2 separate regions of the Xenopus laevis genome follow, and region 2 is linked to region 1. Evidence: chromatin contacts called from public Hi-C data. All regions are on one chromosome and are shown on one strand. Each heading gives the region's core, a stretch centred on a gene start, on an enhancer-like site or on the middle of the called end of the contact. The rest is flanking DNA. Distances are from core to core; before and after follow the strand shown. Region 1 overlaps elapor2.L (endosome-lysosome associated apoptosis and autophagy regulator family member 2 L homeolog). Region 2 holds the start of tmem243.L (transmembrane protein 243).

The links. A called contact is a pair of places that touch in the nucleus more often than the background predicts.
Region 2: a contact with region 1 is called in a Hi-C map of the XL177 cell line, with 2.2 times the contacts expected there. The contact joins the promoter of tmem243.L here to the enhancer-like site in region 1. A contact is called at or near these places in 3 of 4 Hi-C or Micro-C datasets (the XL177 cell line, the XTC cell line and animal cap).

Annotation. Positions count from the first base shown.
Region 1 is chr3L:87,043,011-87,048,995 of Xenopus_laevis_v10.1, reverse strand. It overlaps elapor2.L (endosome-lysosome associated apoptosis and autophagy regulator family member 2 L homeolog), which reads left to right. Exons shown (of 18, transcript NM_001093278.1): 8 at 2,838-2,926; 9 at 3,592-3,772; 10 at 5,468-5,596. Among protein-coding and RNA genes, the nearest start is that of elapor2.L, 26 kb to the left of the region's middle. Within about 2 kb of position 2,990, at least 1 of the 7 cell types and tissues checked has an H3K27ac peak or open chromatin away from gene starts, as enhancers often do.
Region 2 is chr3L:87,128,434-87,134,418 of Xenopus_laevis_v10.1, reverse strand. tmem243.L (transmembrane protein 243) reads left to right here and starts at 3,629. Exons shown (of 5, transcript XM_018252708.2): 1 at 3,629-3,782; 2 at 5,959-5,985.

The DNA of each region.
Region 1 (5,985 bases), core at 1,741-4,240:
GTTTTCAAGGACTTCATTTTAGTAGATGACAATCCTTATACATAGTTCCATGTGTACAACTGGTACTGACAGGAAAGAAACCTTTTTACATGTTAGGCATTTTGGATATCACTTAAGCATTTGACTCATGTGTGTTGTATGACTCATGTCAGCAGTATTCAGGTTTCCTGCAGTCACTGTGCTATAGTTCCAGGAAATAAATATATGTACTCTTAAGGTGGCCATAGACGAAAAGATCGGCTCGTTTGGTGACATTGCCAAACAAGCCAATCTTTCCCTGATATGCCACTAACGGGCATGGTTATATCGGGGGTAATCTGAATGTTCGGCCCTATGGCCGAACGATCAGATAACGATGAGAGCACAATGGGCTCCGGTGGGATCGGTCAGGATAAAATCAAACCTGTCCGATCGATCTCTGCCGGATGAAAAATGTCAGGACTCTCCACACACGGTCCGAAAATTGTACGAATCCTTTACTGGCCTTCCTCCTTTATTTACTGCTCCACCTCCCTAATGGGCCCTAAACACTGTGGGGCAAATTCACTAAGATGCGAAGTTGCGCCAGGCGCAACTTCGCCGCACTTCGCCGCACTTTGCCAGGCGTAGTTTCGCCAGGGCTCCGCAAATTCACTAAAATCCGAAGTTGCGCACAGGGGTAGCGTAAGGTTGCGAAGTTGCGCTAGCGTTGATTTGCTATATAAAGCGAAGTTACGCTAGCGAAGGCTAATTTGCATACGGCGCGAAATTCAAATTTCAATGGAGGAACACGTATCTGCACTACAAATGCCTAGAAAACCTTCAAATCTGCAAATAAAAATTTTATTTTGTCCTACACATGTGCCCACTGTCTAGGTAAGTTGCCATGAGTCAGGAAATGTAGGGGGGAGGAAGGGGAACCCCAAAAAATTTTCGATCTTTTTCAGCCTATCAGCCATCATGTAAAAAACACGGCAGCGTTTTTTTGGGACTTAGAAAAAAAATTGACTTTTTTTGAAACAATCCCTATCTACTCTATTGCGCTTCGCCAGGAATGAGGTGGCGAAGGAAGTCTAGCGTAAAAGGTAGCGTTCAGTACACTGCGCAAGTTAGTGAATTTGCGTAGTTTCGTCGCTAGCGAAACTTTGCCTGGCGTAAGGTTGCGAAGTAACACTAGCGAAACTACGCCAGCGTTCGTTAGTGAATTTGCGCAGTAGCGAAAATGCCAAATGCTAGCGAATTAACGCTAGCGTTCGGTGCTTCACATCTTAGTGAATTTGCCCCTGTGTCCCTGTAAGATTTTCAAAGTGTGCCAGCAGACTGACATATTTTTAGCTGCTTGGTGAATGCAGTGCTGTTGTGGTCCAAGAAAAATGTCATGCCTGTGCCATGCCTGTGCTTCTGCAGTTAAAGTGCACTAAGTAGCCCGAAAACATGACAGACTGCAACGATGTGTTCTTGACTAGTTGTAGAACCAGTCTCTGTGGTTTTTTTTTTAAGCCTGATCGAAGTGAAAGGTCAGATTGCTAAACTGTGCTCTGTTTAAAAAAATCTTATCTGATGGTATTCACCAACACCCATAGGAGTGTGCATATTTTATGCATGATAATTGACCCATAATCCTACAGTCACACTAGGCACAATAAAGCTTAACTTTGTGATTGTCGCTATCTAAACCTTAGATACAAAAGGATTGGCAATAATACCTTCTAAATGTTATTTTTAATTCTGATTGCAAAGAGCTGCTCTAAATCAGACTTTAAGGAACCCAGTTATCAAGTTTCAGTATTCTATTTACTTTTATGGTAAATGTATTTTGATGTTGGCATTGGCAGTTTACTAAAGCTTTGGAAGAAAAATTTATTTAAAAGGAATTACAATAACATATAGTTGGAAAGTGTTGAGAACAGCACACAGGTTATTTGTAAACTTTGGCACTGCTAATTGAGATGGCTGCAGGCAACATTTCACTGGAGACACTAGATTTAGGGGATGTGACGTCTGCGTTATTGCGCAGCTCGTTGGATCGCAGCGGAATCGTCCGTGGAGTCCTGCCCTCAAACTATTAGGGGCCGATTCACTAAGGGTCGAATATCGAGGGTTAATTAACCCTCGATATTCGACTAGGAATTAAATTCGAAGGTTTTTAATCCAACGATCGAAGGAATATCCTTCGATCCAAAAAAGTTAGGCAAGCCTATGGGGACCTTCCCCATAGGCTAACATTGACTTCGGTAGCTTTTAGATGGCGAACTAGGGGGTCGAAGTTTTTTTTAAAGAGACAGTACTTCGACTAACGAATGGTCGAATAGTCAAACGATTTATACTACGAATCCTTCGATTCGAAGTCGTAGTCGTAGTCGAAGGTCGAAGTAGCCCATTCGATGGTCGAAGTAGCCCAAAAAAAACTTCAAAATTCGAAAGTTTTTTACCTTCGAATCCTTCACTCGAAGTTAGTGAATCGGCCCCTTAATGTTATGAGATTTATTAAAAAATCCTAATAAAAAAGTATGAACAGAAAATTACGCTGAATGATTTGCTAAAATATGAATACATTGGAAACCTCTAAAAATTCAAGTTTTTGTGACAATTCTTAGCGAAAAAAAATCTGAAAACCTCTAAAAGTCTGACTTGATTTAAAGTGGTCCAATAGAATCAGCGCAGCTCCCATTGACTTCTATAGGACTTGGACAACTTTTACCTGAAGTTTTGTATTGGTGATTTTTAAACTTAATTTTCTACATTCTTAGAGCTTTTTAAAAAAAATTAAAAAGCCACACATTTTTAGAGATTCGAAAAAAAATGTAAAATGTTATTGTAAGTAAATGGACTCCTTAGACATTACTCTTTTATTTCAGAGGAAGGAGCAAGCAAATGCGAAGAGCGTCCTCCATGTACAAAAAAAGATCTGTTCCAGATTCACACACCATGTGACAGTGAACGCAAGGTCAGGTGCAGCAAAAAGAAAAATTACTTGCACTATACATCAGCCTTATATAGGGGAATTTGAAAGGGGAGTTTATTGCGCATTGTGAGAATTCTTTAGTGATTCCAGTCAACAGTGACCTCTACTGGCTAAATGTTTATTGGAATTCTAGAATTGGAATTTTAGCTTTCTGTTAGCAATTTTTGATTTATCAAATCATTATTTCTTAATTATAATGATCATTTATTTATGAAAGCATAATATCAGTCAAAAAAAACTTCTTCTGCATTATTCCCAGCATTTTCTAATTAATCCAGCTGCCTGGATTGTTTTACCAGCATAAAGACGTAGTTTATAAGATGCTATATTGCTTGTGTTGTATGAGCTTGCAAGTATTTAGATCTGGCTGGATCTGTAGTCAGCCAATACTGCTAAATAATTAAAAACCTTATACTTACTCTAGACTTAGCCATAGCCATTGATCACTAGGTGAAATATTAAATAAAAACTAGCAACTTTAGCAATAGAGCTGTCTTTGTAATGCTTTCACCACTAACTAGGTTGCTCTATTTAGTTCTTATCCCATGAGCTTTGAAGAGATACAATAATGTTTTTGCTTATTTGGTCTACCATAGTGAGTTTTGAGTGTTTGAATGTGTTGAATGTTTCATTTGGGCTGTTTTCAGACTCAAGTAATATATAAATGGATAGAGCCAAAGATTTGTCGAGAAGAGCTTCCTGCTTCAATCAAGCTTCCTGCTTCTGGGAATAAAGAAGACTGTCCTCCTTGCAATCCAGGATATTTTAGCAATGGGACATCTGCTTGTTCTCCATGCCCTGTTGGGACCTATTCTAATGGATTAAGCGGCAAGTATTTTTAGAGACTGTAGGCATGATAAGCAAGACGCAAGAAGTCAAAGTTCAGCTAGTATTATGCATTACAATCTCCCAGACAACAAGTTTCCATAAAAGCAACTTGACAGATGTATCTTATTAATTTTAATATGTTAACACATATTTAGGCTTGGATAGACAAGCCAATTTGACGCAGTGCAAATAACTGTATGGAAATCCCCAATTATTTTGCGATATTTTAAGAGAGAAGCAAATAATCATCTGATGCACTTGACAGGAAATAAGTTTAGTGTTTCAGCAGCAATAATAGCTAGTCCCTGGTTTTCCAGCTATGCATTATTAACAATAGACTAAATTATCACACAATATCAGTAACACCCCTACCCTTGGGAACCAGTGTGGAAAGTCCGACCCTGTCATAACCAGGCAAAGTCCCACACTCCACTCTGGTTGGATAAAGACACTCAAGGTCCATTTCCCCCATGAGTTCTTACTTTCCCCAGGTACGCGCTACCTGCCCAAATACCTCTCTGGTTGGACAGAGGTAGTTGCTGCCACGTCACAAGCACACAAACAACACCCAAGCCCTCCACTGGTCTCACAATTCCTCAGGTCCTACATGTTTGCTCAAATCCACTCACTCCCTCCTGGAGTGAAAAAGAGAAAGACAGACTGAGCACATGCTAGCTCAGTATTTTATAGAAATGGCTCAACAGTGACACCTTCTGGCCAAATCTGGAATCTACCAGGGCACACTGCACGGGGGGGGATGTACTCACTCCCCCTCCCATATCCAGTTTAGCTCCAACACTTAGGGGCACATTTACTTATCTTGAGTGAAAGATTAGAATAAAAAATACTTCGAATTTCAAAGTATTTTTTTGGCTACTTCGACCATCGAATTGGCTACTTTGACCTTTGACTCTGACTTAGAATCGAACGAACGATTCGAACTAAAAATCGTTTGACTATTAGACCATTCGATAGTCGAAGTACTGTTTCAACTTCAATCACCTACTTTGCCACCTAAAACCTAATTAACTCTTGATAATCGACCAATAGTTAATGTGCCCCTTACAGTAGCTGTACACAGAAGGGCATTTCCAACCATGTGGGATTTTCAGACCACAGGGGAACTTAACAATATGGGTCCCTACATATATATTTTTTTCTGAGAAATGTTTTCTGGACTTTTGAAATAAATGTATGCAACTGGTCTTATTATTGCATATCAAGCTTTAATAAACAGGGCCCTCTTTACCTTCTGTATTGATCAATATTCATATGTAATATGTATAGTTTATATGTATACTTATTATACAGCATATTGGAATATTGATACAGGTTAACTATGATGATAAGTATAGTACTGGTTCAGCTGTCTCTGAGATCATAGTCAGTTCTTTCAAGTTTAAAATATCTGCTTGTGAGCTTAATATTTGCCTATGAAACTCCTAAACAAATAGACAGACTGATGGAATATTATTAGTGATGGGCGAATTTATTCGCCAGGCACGAATTTGCAGCAAATTTCTACATTTTGCCTCCTGTGAATAAATTTGCGAATTTGGGAAATTTGGGAAATTAGTGGTGAAACGAAACGGGACAAATTCGCCCCTCACTAAATAGCTATATAAATAAATGATGATGATATTACTGTATAGCAAATTAGGAATAACTATATTTTTCTTTTATTTTTGTCCACAGAGTGTAAGACATGCCCTGCAGGAACAGAGCCTGTTTTGGGATTTGAATATAAGTGGTGGAACATCCTCCCAGGCAACATGAAGACATCTTGCTTTAATGTTGGAAATTCCAAATGTGATGGAATGAACGGTGAGTTCCCTCCAGCTTTAAGGCTTATTACCTTTCATCTTCTCTGCGGCAACTGATTTTGTGACCAGACCAGTTATTTTATAACTACCATAAAGCAGGTGCATATAGAACAGACGGATGTGATAACCATATTTCCCAAGGCACTTTTGTGACCTTATGTTTAGACTTCCTATGAAATAGGCCTCACAAGTTTTAAAAAGTGGTAAACTCATTAACAACAATCAAGCTAAAGAGGGAAATATAAAATGTAATCATTTGATGGCTGATCTGTGTCAAGGTCATGTAGAAGTCAATTGCAGATGTCCCTGAAGTTGTTTCTTGACATTGTGATCTGCACTGGATATTCTTATAGAGGGCCGGATTCAATTCAGTGAGAAAAAGTTATCTCA
Region 2 (5,985 bases), core at 2,380-4,879, 85 kb before region 1:
TAATTGAAAGACCTACCTGGAGAATCTGAACTATTGCAACAAAGATTGTCAACATATCAGATTCTTTTTAGCCCAAATCATGAATTATATTATCTCAAGAAAGATCCTCACTCTTATTTTCAGTGAGGTGAGACTTATTTTCAGTTGATTTCCCCATTCTTCGCCTGATGTTCTGTGTTTCCAGTTTAAATCATTCCAGTATCTCCATGGGGAAACCCACTCAGAACATTCTTTTGCAATGCCACCATTTCAGATATTTGTTTCTGCATTAATGTTTAATGGATATACCACATTGACAGGAAAAGCTCTGAAATGACCCTCCTGACAAGGCCAACTATATAGGTCCGTATTCTCAGAAATCTTTTTGTCAGGTATTTTTATGATTCACCCAGATTATAGTATTTTATAATCAACTTCACAAAAACTACTTGCTCCTGAGCAGTTGTCCTATGTCTTGTGGCAATCAGCATGTTGTCTTGATAATGATTCATCTCCATTCAGCTTCACAGTGAACACCAGGAGAACATTACAAATTGTTCTGGGTGAATCCAAGAACCCGAAAGGACAATAGTTGAACTAAAGCGCTGTCTTCAAGATGAACATGAAAAAGAAAATTCCTTGGCCAATGGAATATGAAGATAGACCTATATTCTTTCTATGCAAGCCATGTTGCTTTGCTAGTTTTCATGGTTGGCAACCTAAATTCAGAACCGATGCCAAGAACCCTGGTCTCGGCTCGTGCTTCTGCCTGTAGCAGCCGCCTTTGGCCTCGGGAGGAGCCCTCAGCTACTCAGGTGCCGCCAGGTCTTATAACGAAAGGTGCAAGGCGAGGGGTTCTGAACAGGCAAAGGGGCACAATGGTATGCAAAGTCTTTGGGCAGAAGGTCGCGGTACAACCCTTTGAAAAACTGAGATGTCTAGTTCAAACTACAGAGGTGACAACCCTTTCATTATCTATATTCTGCCTGATGAGTAAGCCCAAACTTCTAATTACACGTATGGGATCTATTATACAGAAATCACTTATCAAGAAAGATCTTCAATGCAGAAATGCTAATTTAGAAAAAAAATTGTATTTTTGATTAATTCATTGAATGGACATAGGTCTTTTTTCAATCCAACTATGTAACTATGATGGGCTTTTTTTGTTTCTGTAATGATAGAAGAAAATAACAGCACTGTATTAATTTTTGAAAATGTAACCACAAAGACGCTACAGTTAAGCAACGGCTATATCTCGGGTACCTCTAATATTTACCTCTAGTCTGAGAAATGAAGCGGAACAGAAAATGATTTCTTAGTCATCAAACAATCGCGGGACCTTTGATCGTGAGCCGGCAATTTGCAGGCTTGTTAAGTGTCGGTTATTCTAGTATTGCTGAATTAAACTGAACACGCATTCATTTTGCTTCATTCATTGTCTTCACAGCATTAAGCCGAAAAGCTTTGATTCCGTTACCAAACCGTTCTGAAATTCACAAGGTAACCGCTTATATACCTATATTCTTAGGAACAGCGTATGCGTCGGGCGCTTGTTACAAAGGGGTGGATCGCCTTTAAGAGAACTTTAAGTATGTTATAGAATAGAATGTAAAATGCAACTTTTACATTGGTCTTCATTATTTATTTTTTACAATTTTTAAATGATTTGCCTTCTTCTTTGGACTCTTTCCAGCTCTCAAATGGGAGTCACTGACCCCATCTAAAAAACAAATGCTCTGTAAGGCTACACATTTATTATTATTATTGCTAATTTTTATTACTCATCAGGCCTCTCCTATTCATATTCCAGTCTCTTATTCGAATCAATGCATGGTTGCTAGGGTAAGCAGGACCCTAACAACCAGATGGCTGAAATTGCAAACTGGAGAGCCACTGAATAAATAGCTAAATAACTCAAAAAACACAAATAATAAAAAATGAAAACCAATTACAAATTGTCTCAGAATATCACTCTCTACATCATACTAACAGTTAATTTAAAGGTGAACAACCCCTTTAATACACAGTGGTTAATCTTTTAGGGAGGGGTAGGAACTGTGCAACTGTACTAACAGTATTAAAGGGGTAGTTAACCCTCTCCTATTAATATTCTCGTCTCCCCTTTTATCCTCTGCTTAGTTGCTACAGCAAGTCGGACCCTAGCAACCAAATAACTGATGGCATAGCAAACTGGAGGGTTGCTGAACAAAAAAGCTTAAAAAAAAAAAAATATTTAAAACCAAATGCAAAACTGCCACTGTCTGCATCCTACAAAAAGTTGACTTAAAGGGCAACAACCCTCTTTAAAGGGCAACAACCCCTTTAATGTGTTTGGCAAAACAATTCACAGAGGTTGTGGGTAATATTATTCACCCCCCCTCCCAGTGTGATATATTCCAACAGGGAATAACTGAGCTTGCTTACTTTACCACAACACCCTTTTCTGTTGACCCAAGTGCTGGAAAAAGAACATATATTATAATATATTTCTATATTATAATATATATATATATATATAGTTTATATATCGATGCCGCTTCTTTCCCAGGCATTGGCTTGTTGTATAGCATATGTGTGTTTAAACTTCATATTCACATTTTAAGTTAACGTAGCTTTTTTTTATTATTTTTCAAAAAGGACAGGAGACAATTAAATTAGTGGCGTAAAGAGCCGTTCCTCGTATAAACGCAAAGGAATTGCACTTGATTCTCATGGAGATTTTTTTGCAGGTTTTTTTTTTTTTTCTTTTTAGATTTCAGGGAAACTGCTCAGGTCTCTGACGCTGGACCATAATTGGGTCGGGTGCATTGACAGTAAACGGGACACAGTATAAAAGAAATTCGAATAAGGCTCGGGGTTTGCACTTTTTGTGATTTCCGATTGGACAAGGATCCGACTGCAGGATCTCTATCAATGCTGCTTTGGGTCTTGCCGAAGCTTTATTTGTGTCCACAAGCAAGTGCCAAATATTTGTAATATAAATTCTTTTTAATTCCCAGTAAGATTTGAGAACTAATGAACCTAGAAGCAGTTGGCTGTGTTTTGTGTATTTTTTTTTTTAAAAACTAAATGGGCAATCATTCAAATCAAGTAGAATGGATGATAAATGATATATTAAATAAAGTATTAATACTTCACTTTCCAAATAAGAATTCCACTGACTGTGATGACTTCTCTGCAGGTAGTACAGCGCTGCGAAGTATGCTGGCGCTACATAAATAAATGTTAATAATAACTAAGTCATGTTAAGGTGAGAACCTTAGTATTTAAATGTTTTTATTTATCGGACAGATTATTTTTCCGGTTTCACAAGGCTGAAAACCCAACAAAAAGTTGAGACCCGAACAGGTCTTAGAAAAACCAAACTGTTCTGGTCAAAACTGAACAGGTGGCAACCATTTTCTATGGACAACAGTTTTCTGGGTCATGTGGTTGCGGAGAAGACCCGACATTACTCCTTGCAATAAGATGTAGTTGGCATCAAGGTGTATTTGTAAAATGTGGGGGGGGGTGGTGATAACTGCAAATGATTTTCCCTTGTTGTCAGACAAGTCAATGATATGTACTAAGCCAAATCCGTTTAGGTACAGCAATTCCCCCCTCCTGTCGCTAGATGGCGCGCCTATCGTAAAATGTACGTGAGCAATCGCGGGATTTGCTGAAGGTGGAAGTGGATGCGTTCCAAGCTGGGATGCATATTGTTTGCTCTCACACACTGATGATAATGATTTACTGCCGTTTCTAGTCCAACTGCAAGAGGAGGAATAATATGCATAGACACAGACTGAATACGCGAGCGCGTAAGAGGAAATGCGATTTTATATGTCCCTCCGGCCTCTTTCTTAGCGTTAGAGTTGACTTTATGCAGCATTTATAGGCTCTATAATGTGCTGCTATCTATACGTAGCAACTTTATTACTAGGGCTGTTCTACATTTCGTTTGATGCTTCTTAGTAATCCTCTATATAGATATATCTAAATGAGCCTGTATTAGTCTCATGCTGCTTCTGGGCTAGTGCAGCTCTTTGCATTTGCTTTATGTAAGCGTGTTGTTTGTAGCATTAGGATTTCTCTTTTTGCCTTTATTATGAGCAAACTGTGAGTGTGCAGCAGTTGGTAAACTACAAGTAACTGCCTAGTATTGCTGGGAGTAGGAGAGGCCATGCCTGGTGAGAGGTACGAGTGTTTATTGACTGTGCCTCACAGTATTGTGCAGTAACAGGAGTGTGAAAGTCTCACAAATAGCAGGAAAGTATGGGCAACATTTTAAAAGAAAAGTAGCCCCATAAATTGTACTACACAAAGTATCTGCACTGTTTCTTTTTCTTACAGGGCTTGTTCACCTTCAAACAACCAGTTGTTTTCAGATAAATTACCAGAAATAATTACTTTTTAACAATGACTTTCTATTTTCTATGTGTCACCGGTTTTCTAAAATTGAAGTGTCAAGTGTAATATTTCACCTTCTGAAGCAGCTCTGGAAGGGGGGTCGCCGACCCTGTAAACTGTTCTAAATGGATACATTTAGTTGATCCATTTTGTATCTTTGTCCCTGCTGAGCAGAATCTCTGGGTTTCATTATAGGCAGCTGTTAGAATTGATACAATAATTGTTACAAGGGTTAGTGACCTGCCAAGCACATTTTTAGGTTCATTTGTTTTTTTTAATTTTTTACCAGAAATAAATACTTTTATTCAATTGCTTTCCATGTTTTACTTTTTACCATTTTTCCAAAATTGAAGTTTATAGTTTAATGTCCCTGTTTCTGGTGTTTGGCAGCTCAACAATTCAGGTGCAGACTGTAAACTGTTACAGTTTTGCTACATTAGTTGATACATTTCTCAGCAGTATCTCTGGAGTATTAGCAACTATTGTATCAAGTCTAACAGCTGCCTGTAATGAAACCCAGAGATTCTGCTCAGCAGGGACAAAGATAAGAAATGTATCAACTAAATGTATCCATTTAAAATGTATCCATTTAGACCAGTTTACAACGTCAGTGATCCCGCCTCCCAGAGCTGCTTCATAAAGACATAAGAAGGTGAAACATCCAATTTTAAACTTCAATATTAGAAAAATGTTCACAAATTAGAAAATTGAAAGTCGCTATTTTTGGTGAACGATCAAACTAACTGAACTGAAAAAAAATTGTCGGAAGGTGAACAACCCCTTTAAAGGAGAACTAAAGCCTAACTAAAGAAATAGCTAGAAATGTGGTACATGATGTTTTGTGCTTCTGTACCAGCCCAAGGCAACCACAGCCCTTTAGCATAAAAGATCTGTGTCTCCTAAGATGCCCAAGTAGCTCCTCATCTTCTTTTCTGTTGATTCCCTGCACATACTCTGTGCTGCTGTCACTTACTGAACTTAGGGACCTACTCACAATATACAGTACACATAGAATATAAATGTCACAATATACGGCTGATTAGTAATTAATACAGATAATTACTACATGACAGCAAAGAAACCAGTGCAACTAGCATCAGAATTTAATAATCAGCCTTGTAGCATCAGCTTATATTACAGACAAACCTCATTTTCTGCTTGATAATTTGCAATGACACCTAAGCTTTGCTGCTCAGAGCCCACTGAGCATGTGAGTGTCACAGACACTTTTTCCAAGATGGTGGCCCCCTGTGAAAAGTTTGTCCTAGATCATTGTTGCTGAAAACTTTAGACTGGTGAAATAGGTTCAGTATATAAAATATGGCATGTTTAGCCACATTCATCTTTAAGGTTTAGTTCTCCTTTAAGCACATAAAAGGTTATGAAATAGTTCCATGTCATGGAATAGTCAATATTACAAAGTCACCCACTACAAGTAAATTGTAACTGGCAAACACACTTTTAATTTGGCAAGGCAGCTCTCTCTGTGAAGAATGTGACTAAATGATTGTATTACACCTTTCATGTAGCCACACCTTTCTGTCAGCCAGGGAAAGCTTCATTTCTTTACATAATGTGTTTTTACAGGAAGAAGCTCACCATGAACTGAAGATT